Linked DNA regions of Zea mays: region 2 is linked to region 1. The links are chromatin contacts, called in public Hi-C maps. All regions are on one chromosome and are shown on one strand. Each heading gives the region's core, a stretch centred on a gene start, on an enhancer-like site or on the middle of the called end of the contact. The rest is flanking DNA. Distances are from core to core; before and after follow the strand shown. Region 1 holds the start of LOC100384712 (Calcium-dependent lipid-binding (CaLB domain) family protein). Region 2 holds the start of LOC542188 (bZIP transcription factor 1).

What was found. A called contact is a pair of places that touch in the nucleus more often than the background predicts.
Region 2: a Hi-C map of endosperm shows a contact between it and region 1, with 3 times the contacts expected there. The contact joins the promoter of LOC542188 here to the promoter of LOC100384712 in region 1. A contact is called at or near these places in 7 of 25 Hi-C or Micro-C datasets (ear, endosperm, leaf and 1 more).

What each region holds. Positions count from the first base shown.
Region 1 is chr3:217,651,863-217,658,325 of Zm-B73-REFERENCE-NAM-5.0, forward strand. It overlaps LOC100384712 (Calcium-dependent lipid-binding (CaLB domain) family protein), which reads right to left and starts at 3,751. Exons shown (of 1, transcript NM_001177186.1): 1 at 2,151-3,751. The coding sequence starts at 3,701. The coding sequence ends at 2,865.
Region 2 is chr3:217,804,920-217,811,903 of Zm-B73-REFERENCE-NAM-5.0, forward strand. LOC542188 (bZIP transcription factor 1) reads left to right here and starts at 3,117. Exons shown (of 12, transcript NM_001111802.2): 1 at 3,117-3,331; 2 at 6,292-6,367; 3 at 6,684-6,728; 4 at 6,827-6,919. The coding sequence starts at 6,308.

The sequences.
Region 1 (6,463 bases), core at 2,501-5,000:
AAATAAGCTTCTCCCCTCCCCTCCCCCCACTCCACTTGTGTCATGGCAACGCAACAACACACCTTCTGTCCTAAGCATTTCATTGCCGCATCTATGCAACAGCATCGGAAGGTCCTGACTCGACAAGTAGCCATCCAACGTGAACATGAGATAGGTAGATCCCTGCGATGCGATTCGTGGCAATCGAATAATGGAACGATTCGTGAGACGCTTGATATGCCGATGCTCCTCGCAAACTCTGCGCTTGAAAAGCTACTTATTAAAGGATGATAGCGATTGGAGGGAAAGAAAAGATGTGTGGTAGCGCGCAGTGGCCATTGGCGTAAGGTCACGATCGCCAAGTACTTGCCTGTTTATGCAGCGCCAGCGCCCATTAATAAGCAGAGGAAGGAGCCGTGGGTATGGGTTCCACGTCAGTCAGCCTGATGCCGCAACCGTCCCTTTCACTTCTCAACTGTCCAACAGTTCGCCCCACTTGTGAAAAGGGCTGCGACTTGTGGGATGGATCCCGTCCGTCCCGTGAGATCAGAGCATAGGATCCTAGTCCTACTACCATAGAGAAGTGGACCGTGGACGGGATGGATCGGCCATATCAGACCATGATGCCGGCTTTGATGTCCAAGAAAGGCTGCTGGGATGGCAACAGTATGTGCGAGATGTACAACGCCAGGGATTACTGCTGTGGCACACTTCACATGGCATTCTGACAGCTGACAGTTAACAAACATGCTACACTTGTTCTAATGGTGGACCAAATTGCGGACAAGTGAGCACGCTTCAGCCATTCAGAAGCCCTCCAAAAAAAAACAGGCGAGTGACCGGCAAGAAAGGCCAAGTATCTTCTTCTGCAACGGCTATACCACACTGCACTACTGCTTATAATGTTTAAAAAAAAACAAGTTCGAACATATCAAGTTGTCATGAATGAAGTTGTCTTAACTTTTGTGTTTATGAAGCACAATAGCCCAAACTAAGACAACTTAAGCTGACGTACATCAAGAACCAATCCCCAAAGAAGCAACTCAAAAATCATTCAAAAATAACAGTATTTCCTTCAAGCTAAATCACTCGACTCTTGGCATTTCAGAATTCTGTTTACGCTCGCTATGTTTTAAGGCCCATGCTTCAAAATCATTCACCTTTTTAAAAGACCACTGGACTGCTTAATTTATCAAATTATTTTTGTGGCAAATAAAGATGGGGAAAATATCACCAAAAAAAGTCTATAAAACAATCAAATGAAAACCTTAGGCATGACAAGTTCATCATCTGCTATATACCTAAAGCACAACTCGACATCTCGTCTTTCTAATCCAATGCAACTAGCTAGGGCTCTTCTGCTAGGAGTTGTGCACAGCAGTACTAAGTACTAACAGTTATTCAAGGGGGGGGGGGGGGGGGGGGGGGAAGTTCTCAAGTATGACTTTTCACAAGTTTCCTCTCGTCAACCTTGATGTATAATTAGAAATTCATACTGAAACAATCGCTGTTCATCGAGGAGCTAATTAGCGGTCCATTCATTGCTTAAGGCTAGGTGCTGGCGGGCAAAGGAATTGAGCAATGCAGGGCAGTGGGGGTTTCCAATCGGTGGGCACCTATGGGCTATGGCAGCTTCCATGCCTGGCCACATTGGTGGATCCACCCCTGTTTTTGTTTGATAACGATTCTCTCTGCAGATAAACTTAAGTATATTTGTGCATATTTACCATCCCAGGGTAATCAAAGAACGACAACTCAATGATTTTAGCTTTTCATCACTGTATTAGATTCAAAATTATATGGCCAGCAATAGGAAGTCTATCAAGTATCAATAGTTACATCATTAGATCAACAAACGAGGACCTCACAAACAAAATTGTGCTTCACAAGACATGTCTAGTTTCCTACAGCTGTTATATGAAAGATGTGAGTAGGGAAAACACCATAGAACACTGAGTGGGAGCCAACTATCATATTCATGCCCCAGTTTCACCCGTTACTCAAAAAGAAAAATGAACTGGCTAACTCAAGATTCTGCAATTCCTTTAAAGTTCAATCAACCCACAACAATTCACAGTATGGGTTACAGCATATAAAAAATTCAAACGACCATGCATAACCAAAATCACCAATCTCCAATTCCTTGGCACTGAACACCCACAGGCATCACTGCTGGAAAACATAGTTAAACATAAGAGAATACGTACCATGAAGATAAGAACATTCACCTTCAGTCCTCAGTCCACTTATACTCTATAAGATGAGCATTCAGTGAATAACTCAATAGTCAATAAGCGACAAGATAAAAGACTTTGTGTCACTCATTGAAGGGCCTGAATCATCTTGTGTTTAGTGGCATTCAGAGAAACTGCTGTCAAGGTAATAAATGGTAGCTGTGGCGGCCACAGCATCCCTCTGCTGTGTGTGTGTGCAGAAGGTCACGAGGGAGGGTGGAAATGCCTCGCAGCTGCTTGCTGAGCAAATAAGGCTTAATGTGTGCGGAATAGGGAGGACAGAGGGGTGGATTGTGCCAAAAATGCTTAAATTTGTGTCCAAATTTTGAATCTCAAAATATCTGGACAGAGAGATAGTAAATCATAAGACTTTGTGTCAATGCTGCAAGCATTGTTCCCCACTGAAATTACCAATCTAATATATGTATTGAGGAAGAAGCAGCTTTCTTCCAACATGATATACTAGAGACCAGCAAAGAATTTCAACGCTGATATATGTGGCTCGAATATTCTAAATCCACTGAATCTACAGAAAATTTGATGTAACATATTTCTGATGATAACAAGAGGTGCTATGATACAACTCAGATTTACCCTGATCTCAAGAGGAAACGGGCTAACTCCACAGGAAACCAATTGAGAGCATAAAGCCTACTTGCCTGGACTCCTCAAAAATGAGGGCTCTGTCCGGCAATGCCTGAGCCCGCCAGAGAAGATGTTAGCGAAGGCCTGCAGGTTCTCGTCTGAGGGGCTCGTGCGTATCTTTCTTGGTAATGGTCCGACGCAGGGCCCGCAGAACACGACCCCGCCCATCCCCCTCGCGTCTTCCTCGGCCTCGTCGCTGCCGTCGTCCACCATCTGCTGCTTCTTGGGCGTAAGAAGCCTCGGGGACGGTGGAGGTGTCCGGTGCGCGCGGTTGAGGACGCGGAGCACGCGGCTTGGGGTCGGCGCCACGGAGGGCCCGCTGAGGGAGACGGCCGGCGAGAGGCGGAGGGCGTGGCAGGCGGCCGGGGACGGGGGCACCGCGACGAGGCTCGCGGCCACGTTGAGGAGGCCGTGGACCCTGCCGGAGGGGCGGCGCACGCCGACGGCGAACATGGACGGGGAGCCGACCGGGCGGGACAGGAGGCGGTGGTCGCCAATCAGGAAGCGCGCCGAGCCGACGAGCGAGTCCCCGCCGAAGTGCCAGGAGCCCGCGGCGGCGGCGGCGTAGATCTCAACGGAGACGGCGGCGGGCGAGTCGTCGGCGAGCGAGGCCTCCCGCACGCGAAAGAGGAGGCGCGCGTGCCACGCCGGGTCGAGGCCGCCCGTGGCGTCGGGGAGGGTCTGGAGCTTGTGCCCCGCGTCGACCCAGGCCACCGCGTACGCCTGCAGCCGCCGCCGCACGCCGGACGGGGGCTTGAGCCCCTGCGCGGAGATGAGGGCCACCTCCAGAAGCCGCTCGCCCTCAGGGAGCCCCAGCCCGGCCTCCTCGTCCGGCGCCTCCATCGCCGGCGAGCGACGGAGCTAGGATTTCTCGATCGGGTGCGGGAGGGCGAGACGACGGAAGGCTTTGGCGGGCGGGCGGGCGGGTGGTCGGATTTGGGGTCTCACGGTTACGGGGATTTGAACGGACGGCCTGATGCAAGCCGTGGCTGCTGGATCGGAAGGTTATGAACGAGTCCCGCCAGGGGCCAACGTTCGAACTTTGATGAAATGATGAAGCGGTGATGGCTGCCAGCCTGCCAGCTGCGTCCGCCGAATTCTGAGCTTCGGCCGTGCTCGGCCCGACCCAATGAGGAGGAACCTAACAAAACGGCCCGCTTTGGAGAACCTTCCAATGCGGTTGGGCCATTGCTCCGGTTTCCCTTGATTCAGCCCATATAAGGATATAGCCAGGCTAAGAACAATTCCAACAGTAACAAAAAAAAAACAAAGGTCCCAAAACATAGTAACTGGAATCTATTTAAAAGTATGAAATCTAAAAAATTAAGGAGTAACTCTAACAAGTCCCAATAATTTTCCAAAAAATGTTTAATAAAAATAACAATGATTATTTAAATAACAAGGATACTACACTGTTATATTTTGATATTCATTATACTGCACCGCGCTTGTCAATTTTCCTAAACAAGCAAGGCAAGGCATGCTGTCCAGCGGAACGGAGTAGTGCTCGCCCTCCCCATGCCGGTGGCTGAGCGAGTACATGAAAGCAAATCAAGCCATGCCGAGTCTAGGGAGCGGGCGGACGCAGGAAGAGAATTAATGAGGTTAAAAAAAACTACGTGACAAAATTAATCAAAATTGAAAAACTAGTTTTGCATAAAATCCAAATTGCATATCAATATACCATACTATAAGTTAAAATAAGAAACCTATATAGACAAAAGAATCAAACATGACGTTATAAAACGTTTGGATCCCTTTATTTTAGAAAAATTAAAATTCTATTAATAAAGTAATTTATTTAGCTTGGAATTTAACATTCCACCATTTTTCAAAGTTCAAATATAAGCTTATCTCAAATTTATAAAGTAGAGAATGATAAATGATTTTATGTATTAGTATAATTTGTTTCTACTCTGTAACTTACATAAAAATCTTTGTCTCACTCCTTAAAAATGTAGTACATAAATATCTACGACATTTTGCTAATAATAGTATACAAATATATTTTGCATAAAACCGAAATTAACTTAATTAACATATTCCTAAATTATTATTATTAAAGTGGAATTCAATTTTAATGATCCAAACGGGACGTAAGTTCTTACTGACCGAATCGAAGCCATACTTACCTGTCAAATGTGTATCTCTTTGAACATGGGCACCAGAAAAGGGACAGTGTCAGGCGGCCTCTCCGACACGAAGCTAGGACTCGCTTGTTCACCAAACTTACCGAGAATGGATCGCATCGTCGTGACGAGGTGACGAGCGAGATGAGGCCCGTCAAATGTATCAGCGTCACGACGATGACAAATGGAGTGTGGGTGTCCGGATCAGGGAATTGGATGACAAGTTTTTTTTTCTTTTTACTCACTCCGAGAATGGATGAGAAGTTTTACTCATGCGGGAAAATTGGGAGATGGATTAGGGAGTTGTTGGTGACCATTTTTTTCTTTTTTTCCCTCTAAAATAGGATTGGGAGAATATTTTTTGGTTCCTGATGCAGTTGCTCTAAACACGCCCTCTGTAGAATTTCCTCAACCCGTACTCGCTGGTCGCTGCTGTGAATGCGACTTAGCAAGGAGACGCTGGACAGCTGGAGTCTACGCCCCTGGTGAACCGTGAACGGGCATCGATCACAGCCGCTGTTGCAGCAAGGAGACGCTCGTGCACAGCGATCAAGTAACATTTTTCTGATCCTCCAGGGACCAGAGAATATGTTTACTACTACGTTTCTTGTGAGCGCGGTGCACTGCATGCAATTTGCGAGCACGGTCTGCAACTCGGTGCAAGATGGGCAGCTCGAACACCGCCCGTGGGCCCTGGTCGTCCCTCGAATTCTTTGCAAGCCGTGTGGTCGCGTCGAGGGCCCCCCGACTGATTTGATCGGCCAATGAAACAACGGGCAGCACAGCGGAATCGCAGGACTCGGCGGCATCCCATCCATCCCTGGCCGGACCGGAGCGGCGAGCCGCGAGCCCACGACGAGACCGGATGGGACGTGTGAGTGCTCTGCTGCCCGACCCCGTCAAAGCACAAAGATCCCCACGCCACACCACACCACAGCACAGCACCACGGTCGGCTGACCCACACCAGAGGACGGACGGGCAGGGGGGGCAGCAGGACGCACACGCAACACTCCACTCCGACGTCCCGTCGCCACCCTACTACCATCACCCACCGCCAGCACCCGTGGTAGTAGACAAGACAACTCGTGGCTGGGCAGGGGCCCGCGCCGCGCGCGGTAGCCGGCAGCCACGCGGCCATGGCCCATGCGGCCGAGCGCGGGGATTCCCTCGGCGCCGGGAAAGCGGAGCCGCGCGCCGTGCCGCAGCTGCAGGGATGGGGTCAGCCGATACGACTTGCCTCTGCAGTCACGCGATCCGTGCCTGCAGTCCGTCCATCACAGATCGAACAGCTACTAGCTTCTATGTGCTTTGTCCTTCCACAGCTAGCTCCCGGCCTATTAACTCCCGGCCCAATATGTCATTAGCCACGGCTGGCGCTGAAGCTAGGTATTTTTGGCGCCGGTTCTGTTTTTTTATTTTTGGCGCGATGGTGACTTGTGCCACAGCTTTGGCGTTCTCTTATTTTTCTTCCCATG
Region 2 (6,984 bases), core at 1,867-4,366, 150 kb after region 1:
GGCGCCGAACAGGGAGAGGGGTAGCAGGCCCCACGGCTTCACCCAAGACGAGGAGGAGGGAGCGGCGGCTGGCGCGGCCGTCCAGCGCGTCGAGCCCCTTGCACGGTGGGGCCCCTGACGGTGAGCACGGTCCACGGCCCCGTTTCCGCGGCGGACTCTCGTCCCGGCGCGTCTCCCCGTGGTGCGGCGGTCCGGCCGCGGCGGCTGACCAGCCCCGATGGCGCGGCCCCTCGGCGGCGCGCGGGAGCGTCCCAGCGGTTTTGGGCGCGGTGCAGACGCGACGCCATGGCGGTGCGGCCCTAGCCGCGGTCTTCCCTGGCGGGCGCGGTCACCAGCGCAGGCACGACCCCTGCGCGATGGCGTGGTCGCGAGGCCCCCTTCGTGACAGCGTGGTCGCGAGGCCCCATGCGCGACGGCGTGGGCGTGAGGCATCCTGCGCGACGGTGTGCGTGCAGCCACGGCGTGGGACCTTGGTCCGGCAGTGCGCGTCACGAACACGGTTCCGGCGACACTGCACTGGGTGCGCAGATCCTGCACGGCGGCCCGGGCGTTACCATCCCGTCCTGACTCAGGCAAGGAGCGGCGGTGTTGTCCCATTCTGACCAGCCCGTGCTTCTGTACTGCCCGCCATCGAGCAATGCCATTCTTTTGCACTAAAAAAAAGGAACTGTGCGACGTACTTACAATTTTCTGGACATCGAAGCCCCTCATTTCCTTCTTTCGAGCGATAGATTTTTTTCTCTGATCTCGCGAACAGTGCTGATAACGTGTTGTAATACTTAGTGGTAACGAGATTGAGACAAATGACAGAGACAATCACTGTTTGTATTCCACAGATCATTACACTTATATACAAGTGAAGGGGTGTATCCCAAGGGGTGTGTCCCTTGGAGAAAACTGTCGCACCCCTTGGATTGATCACATATGTAATATTTTGTAACAACTGGGATACCCAGCTGGCCCTGGAGTAGGGGTGAAAACGGGTAGGGTACCCGAAACGGGTACCGGATACGGATACTGATTCGGGACCATTTTTCGGATACGGATACGGGTATTTTTTAGATTCGGGACGGATACGGGTAATACCCGGATAGTATGGCTTCGGATTCGGGTCGGATACGGAGCGAGTACTACCCGGTAAATACCCGGATATTCGGGTCGGATACGGGTACCCGGAATTCGGGTACCCGTTTTTTCTTTTTCTGCATAATAATATAGTTATAAAATCATAACTTTTACATATGAAATCGGATGAAGATAAAGTTTATATGAAAATTGTAGAGCTCGAAGAGATCTATAACTTTGTAGTACATCACATTTTTGTTTAAACATATCTTTAGGCCAAAATCATTAAAATAATGTCTAAATTTATATCAAAATAATAGACTTTATTATTTTCATGTGGGGACTTAAGATTATATCCATGTGGGAACTTAGGATTATCTTTTTATAAACTATTTATTAATATTGGTAACTTATTTGCAATTTTCGGTCGACGCTACAATATTTTTATGAATTTAATTGTATTTTGATGATTTTCTACAACAAGAAATTAATAATACACCAAATAGCCTAAAAAATTCATGAATTTTTACGGGGACACAACATATAGCCACATATAGTTCTCAAAAACATTTGGACTATAAAATCCACAAGATATTGGTGTTTCTTCCATTCTACTCTCACTTATTGCGTGAGTTACATGTGAAATCATTTTATGTATCGAAGTTTCAACATAATTAATATTTCACTTATCATTTTCATGTGGCGACTTGAGGTTTTATTTGAATAGAATGTTTATTTGTTTTGGTAAGCTTTTTGCAATTTTGGATCAAAACTAGTGTATTTATGAATTTTAATTATACTTTGATGATTTTATGTAGAAAGAAATTAATAATATATAAATAGCCTCAGAAATCTATGAAATTATACGAAGGTACAACATATGGCCACATATAGTCATAAAAAATAATGGGACCATAAAATTCACAGGATGTCAACGTTTCTTCTATTTTATTTCCACTTATTGCGTGAGTTACACGTGAAATTACTCTAAGTATCCAAGTTTCAACATAATCAATACTTCACTTTACCATTTTTACGTGGGAACTTGAGATTATCTTCTATTAAATGCTTATTAGTATTAATTTACTTGCAATTTCGTGGTCGAACAAGAATATTTTTTGATAACCAATTAATGCATTATCCGACAAGTATCCGATATCCGATCAAATAATATCCGTATCCGTCACTTATCCGCCCGGATAAATATCCGGTCCCTGTATCCGTATCCGTCCCGTTTCTAACTATCCGTATCCGATCCCGAATCCGTTTTAAATACATTAGGGTAGGATACGGGATGAGCTAATATCCGTCCGTATCCGCCCGTTTTCACCCCTACCTGGAGTGAGGCAACCGCTGGGACGCGTAGACCGGCTGCCGAGCGGACACGTGCGCACAAGACGCGCGACAGGGGTGACGCGGGCACGCGGAGCACGCGCACCGTGGTCTGGCTGCACAGCCGCACAACTCATCCGGTCATCCTCGCCCCTCTCCGCCCAGATCTCGTGGCACTGCGTCCGGCCGATGCCCATCATGCCCGATATTAGTGGTCCACGGTCCCACAGGTCATTTACACATGTGCTCACAACACAAGTGTGTTTCACGGGTAAATGATGCTGTGCTGAACTTGGCAACTGACAAATGTGTTTGTGATAGGGATAAATTACGCGTGATCCAAACCAAATACCGACACGTCCTCGCTGAACCTATACGGTATGCAGGTTGGGAAAAAAGGGAAATATTCAGGCAGGGGAGGGCCATGTACAAATACACCGTGTCTGAGTAGTAGTAAAATTCGGGAACGCAAAGGATCGATGCACATGACATGAGCACATTGCACATGGCATCGGAGTATGTGACCTGTGGCGGACACCAACCGATGCCTCCAGGCAGCCAAACTGACTGCCACGCGTTCACCAGCTTATCGGGCACCGACGCGTGCCCCTGTGACGTGGCAGCGTCTTCCGCGCTCCTCGCGCGAGCGACTAGTCTCCTCCTCCGGTCCTCCTTTGGCTACTCCTCCCGTCCCGTCTCCAAAGTCCAAACTCCAAAGTCCGAACTCCAAACCAAACGCTCCAGCCCCGCCGCACGCATACGGCATACGCATCCCTCATCTCCCTCTCCTCGCCTTCCCGCCGCGGCGCCGCCTCTCCTTTCCGAATTCCGACTCCCGCCTCCCCGGGGTGAGTGTTTCCGCATCCGGCTCGTCCGCCGATCCTCGCGAGGCCTCCTCGACCCCGACCCGACCCGGCGCGGCCACCGGTTCAAGGTACGCTCGATCCATCCCCCTGCCCCCCTCTTAAGTCTTACCACGCAATGCGCGCGCCCTCCAGTTGCACCCTCACTCCGCCCATTTGGAGTTGTGACCTTCACGAAGGGTCGAGAGATATGCTGCAGTAAGCTCGGCTCTACTGCGCTCCATAAAATTTCGCTGCTTCCCGTTAGGATCCTGTAGTGCCTTTGCAGCATGCATCGGTGCTACTAGTCTACTAGTACATGCTTTGCCGCTGCCAACTCGCTGCCGACGGTTACGACATGATGCTGCGCCTGTGGGTGTAGTCTGTAGCGTGGTTCACTCTTCTTCTCATGTATCTCTAATCTTCAAAATCAGCACGCTACCCCTATACGGTGCATGGAAGAATGTAAAATGGGTGCCCGTACAGGATGTGAAGAATGTAAAATTAGTACCCGTACAGGATATCATCCTTGTCCTTGTCGTCTCCCGGTCCAGGCGTCACCTCGCCTTTCTATGCGTTGGACAGACGAGACTGCTGATCTAGTCAGCTCTCAACCGGGGTTCCGCGTGGATGCTGTTTACGATTTTGAATGAGTGGTCTTGGACAGTTACGTTTAGTCTGCCAAAGGCGAAGACGGTACTCTCTTCTTGTTATTGGTAGCTCAGCCTTTCTTAGGCTTCAACTCCTCAGTCCATGTCTCAATCCATGTGTATTGAGGTGGATTAGAGTGTAACTTAAAATAATTTACATCTTAATACACGTGTGTTGATGTAACACGTGCATTGAGGTGAATACAGAAGTATCCAAACAAGGCCTTAAGGGGATGCCAAATTGTCAATTGGTTCGGGGACACGATCACATGACAGAAAAGAAAACAATCACTTCTCGGTCTCATGAAACAAGCAGATGTTACTGTCCCTACCTTACAAGACCGTATTAGTTACGATGTGATTTATCAACCGAAAGTTCGATAGTAGGATGGCTTTATCAGGCTCTACCACTATTCCGTGGTCCTGTCATACAGTGAAAGGTACACCGACAAATATCGGACACAACGCAATCGGGTTGCTTGTTTCATTATTCTTCATGCATCGGAGAGGAGGTAAAATGGATTCCAGAAATTAAGTTGTAAACACGGAGCTAAAGGATCTAGGCTATCACTTCACCTTCTACCTTTTCACCAAAGGTGAAAAATGTATCATTTTGATCGAAGTAAGTACCATGCGATGCAGGGTGGAGCCAGAATTCAGATATGGGTCCGGATATAGGGGGCTCACTAAGTGTCGACAAAAAATATATAGCACTAGACTTTGATGTTGGCTTGAAAAAACTGATATAATAAATCATCTTTAAGCTTTTCATCTTAGAAAAATGCTATTCCCTATATTATCCTGGAATATATAGTGCATTGTGACTTTTAACCTTATACTGAAATATAATGCATTCTACATGGTGTCAATGCTTAGATTTTGACAAAGTTTGTTAAAAAAGTTACTATAATTGGAGAAGAAACATCTTAATTGGGGATATCTATTGAGTTTAATCTATGGGGTTGCACTATTTAAGGATTCCCTTAAGCTGTCTTATTTTTTTTCGGAATGCACTATATTACAGGACAGAGTAAATATCTAAATTGAAGATAAGAATTGAAGTGACATTCTTCGTAGATCGACAATTCACATCACATATTTATTTTATTTAGCCACTTAACATTAGATGATCAAGAGATGTGTTTGAGAAAAGCAACCTAAAATTAGTTAGTAAAGCATGTTCATTTATAATCTCTAGTGATTAGTGAGAAATAATAAAATAGTAGTGAAAACTATGCAACGTTAGGTGGGGCAGCCCCTTCCCGCCCCCTTGTCTATGCCCCTGTTGCAATGGGCACACGATTATAATTTTTGCAAAAGTCAAGGAGGAGACAGGCACCCAAGATGAGTTAAATGTTTTTTGAACATAGATGATTTAAATATTTTTTTGAACGCGGAGGGTTTAAACGTTATTTTGAACGTAGATGATTAAAATGTTGTAACCTGATGGATTAGAACGCACCCCACCATCTGGATAAGCTTAATCTATTCTCCAATGGATACAGTCCAAGATACCTTCAACGGTAGTTTCGGTGCATCGGGGTGGAAGGCTGACTGCCAAGCCAGGACTTCCAACCCTACTGTCTGGGTACAAAATGTGCTGATGCAAAAGCTAGAGGTCGTGAACGTGGCCCAGAGCCCAGACCCTGAGGCTTTCAACAGATTCCAGGCTATTTTTGCTATCTCTGCTGCTCCCTTGTCTGCCTCCAAGCATGAGGCCCTTCAGGCACTATTCTCTGATGGTGTGGATCCGGTAGTCATGGAGTTGGACTTTGCCGGGTTAGAGCACAATGTTCTTTAGCCCGCCTAGTCCAGGGCCTCCTTTGATGATTGCGCCGTGTCACCTAGTTTATTTGTAATCACAACCGAGTGAGCTTAGGGGGCGTTTGGCTCAGTAATCACCAGTTACCGTCCAAGCTTTGTATTGTTAAACTCTATTTTTGCTTAATGAAAATGTGTTTCCGCACGATGGCGAAAAAGATTGTACTGCACATACACAAAAAATCTAGTGTTGACCTGTAAGGACCAGGGATAAGCATGGGCTTTCAAATTACATGAACTTATTGCATATTTCTGGTATGTTAATAAATATTAGGGATATAATCATATCAATTTGAGTAATCTAATTCATGAAAATCTACAGTAACAGCTTGGTTTTTTTAATGGGACGATGTGTTGGATATTCGTGCGGAGCCTACAACTACAAAATGTTGTTTTCCCTCGAACACATAGGAGAGTTGCTCAATATTGTATAAATAAGTAAAATGGTGGAGAGCTTACAACCAATCACAATTTGATAATTATTATTCACTGAATGATGAAGTAGACATTTTGGAAGTTCTATTTGTGCAGATGCTATTTTTCCTTAACTAATGTCACATCTCTTATCATAAAATATGCAGTCATTCACAAAAAAACATGGGTCATGATGAAGCTGTAGTTACTCAGAATTCAGTAAAAGCACCATCACCACCCAAGGTAAATACATCGAGTTATCATTGTTTTCCTTACTGATTTTACAATCATTGGATTTAACCAAGGATAAAAATGAACAATCAAATGCATAGAAAAGTCCCATTAAAGCTTATTGGTAGTAAATGTTATCGAGTGTTAGTATTGTGGGAATGTGGGTGTTCTTTTTCTTTCCTATGTGATTGTTACAAAGTAACAGAAGGTTAGACATTCAATAGCAATCAAGCATGTATATAATGTTCTGAAGGAACTTTTCTAGTTACATGCACTTATTGGTCGACTAGCTGGTTTGGTGTCTAATTAATAGCTGATTGTGTTGCAGGATCAGCCAGCTATTTATCCATGCTTTGATTGGTCGACTGTGCAGGTTAACTGCCTTATACTTGATTTTTTTCTTATTATTGTTGAAATCAAGTTTTCCTTTCTTATTGAGCAACCGACTAAACCATAGAACCACCGGTGCAGGCATATTATGGCCCAGGGGTCTTGCCACCAGCTTTCTTTAACCCTGGAATAGCGCCTGGTCATGCCCCTCCACCATATGTGTGGGGTCCGCAGGTATTTTGAGTTAAATCTTGATATACCAAATGCTGTATACATTTTGATTTGTCTTGTACAATTAT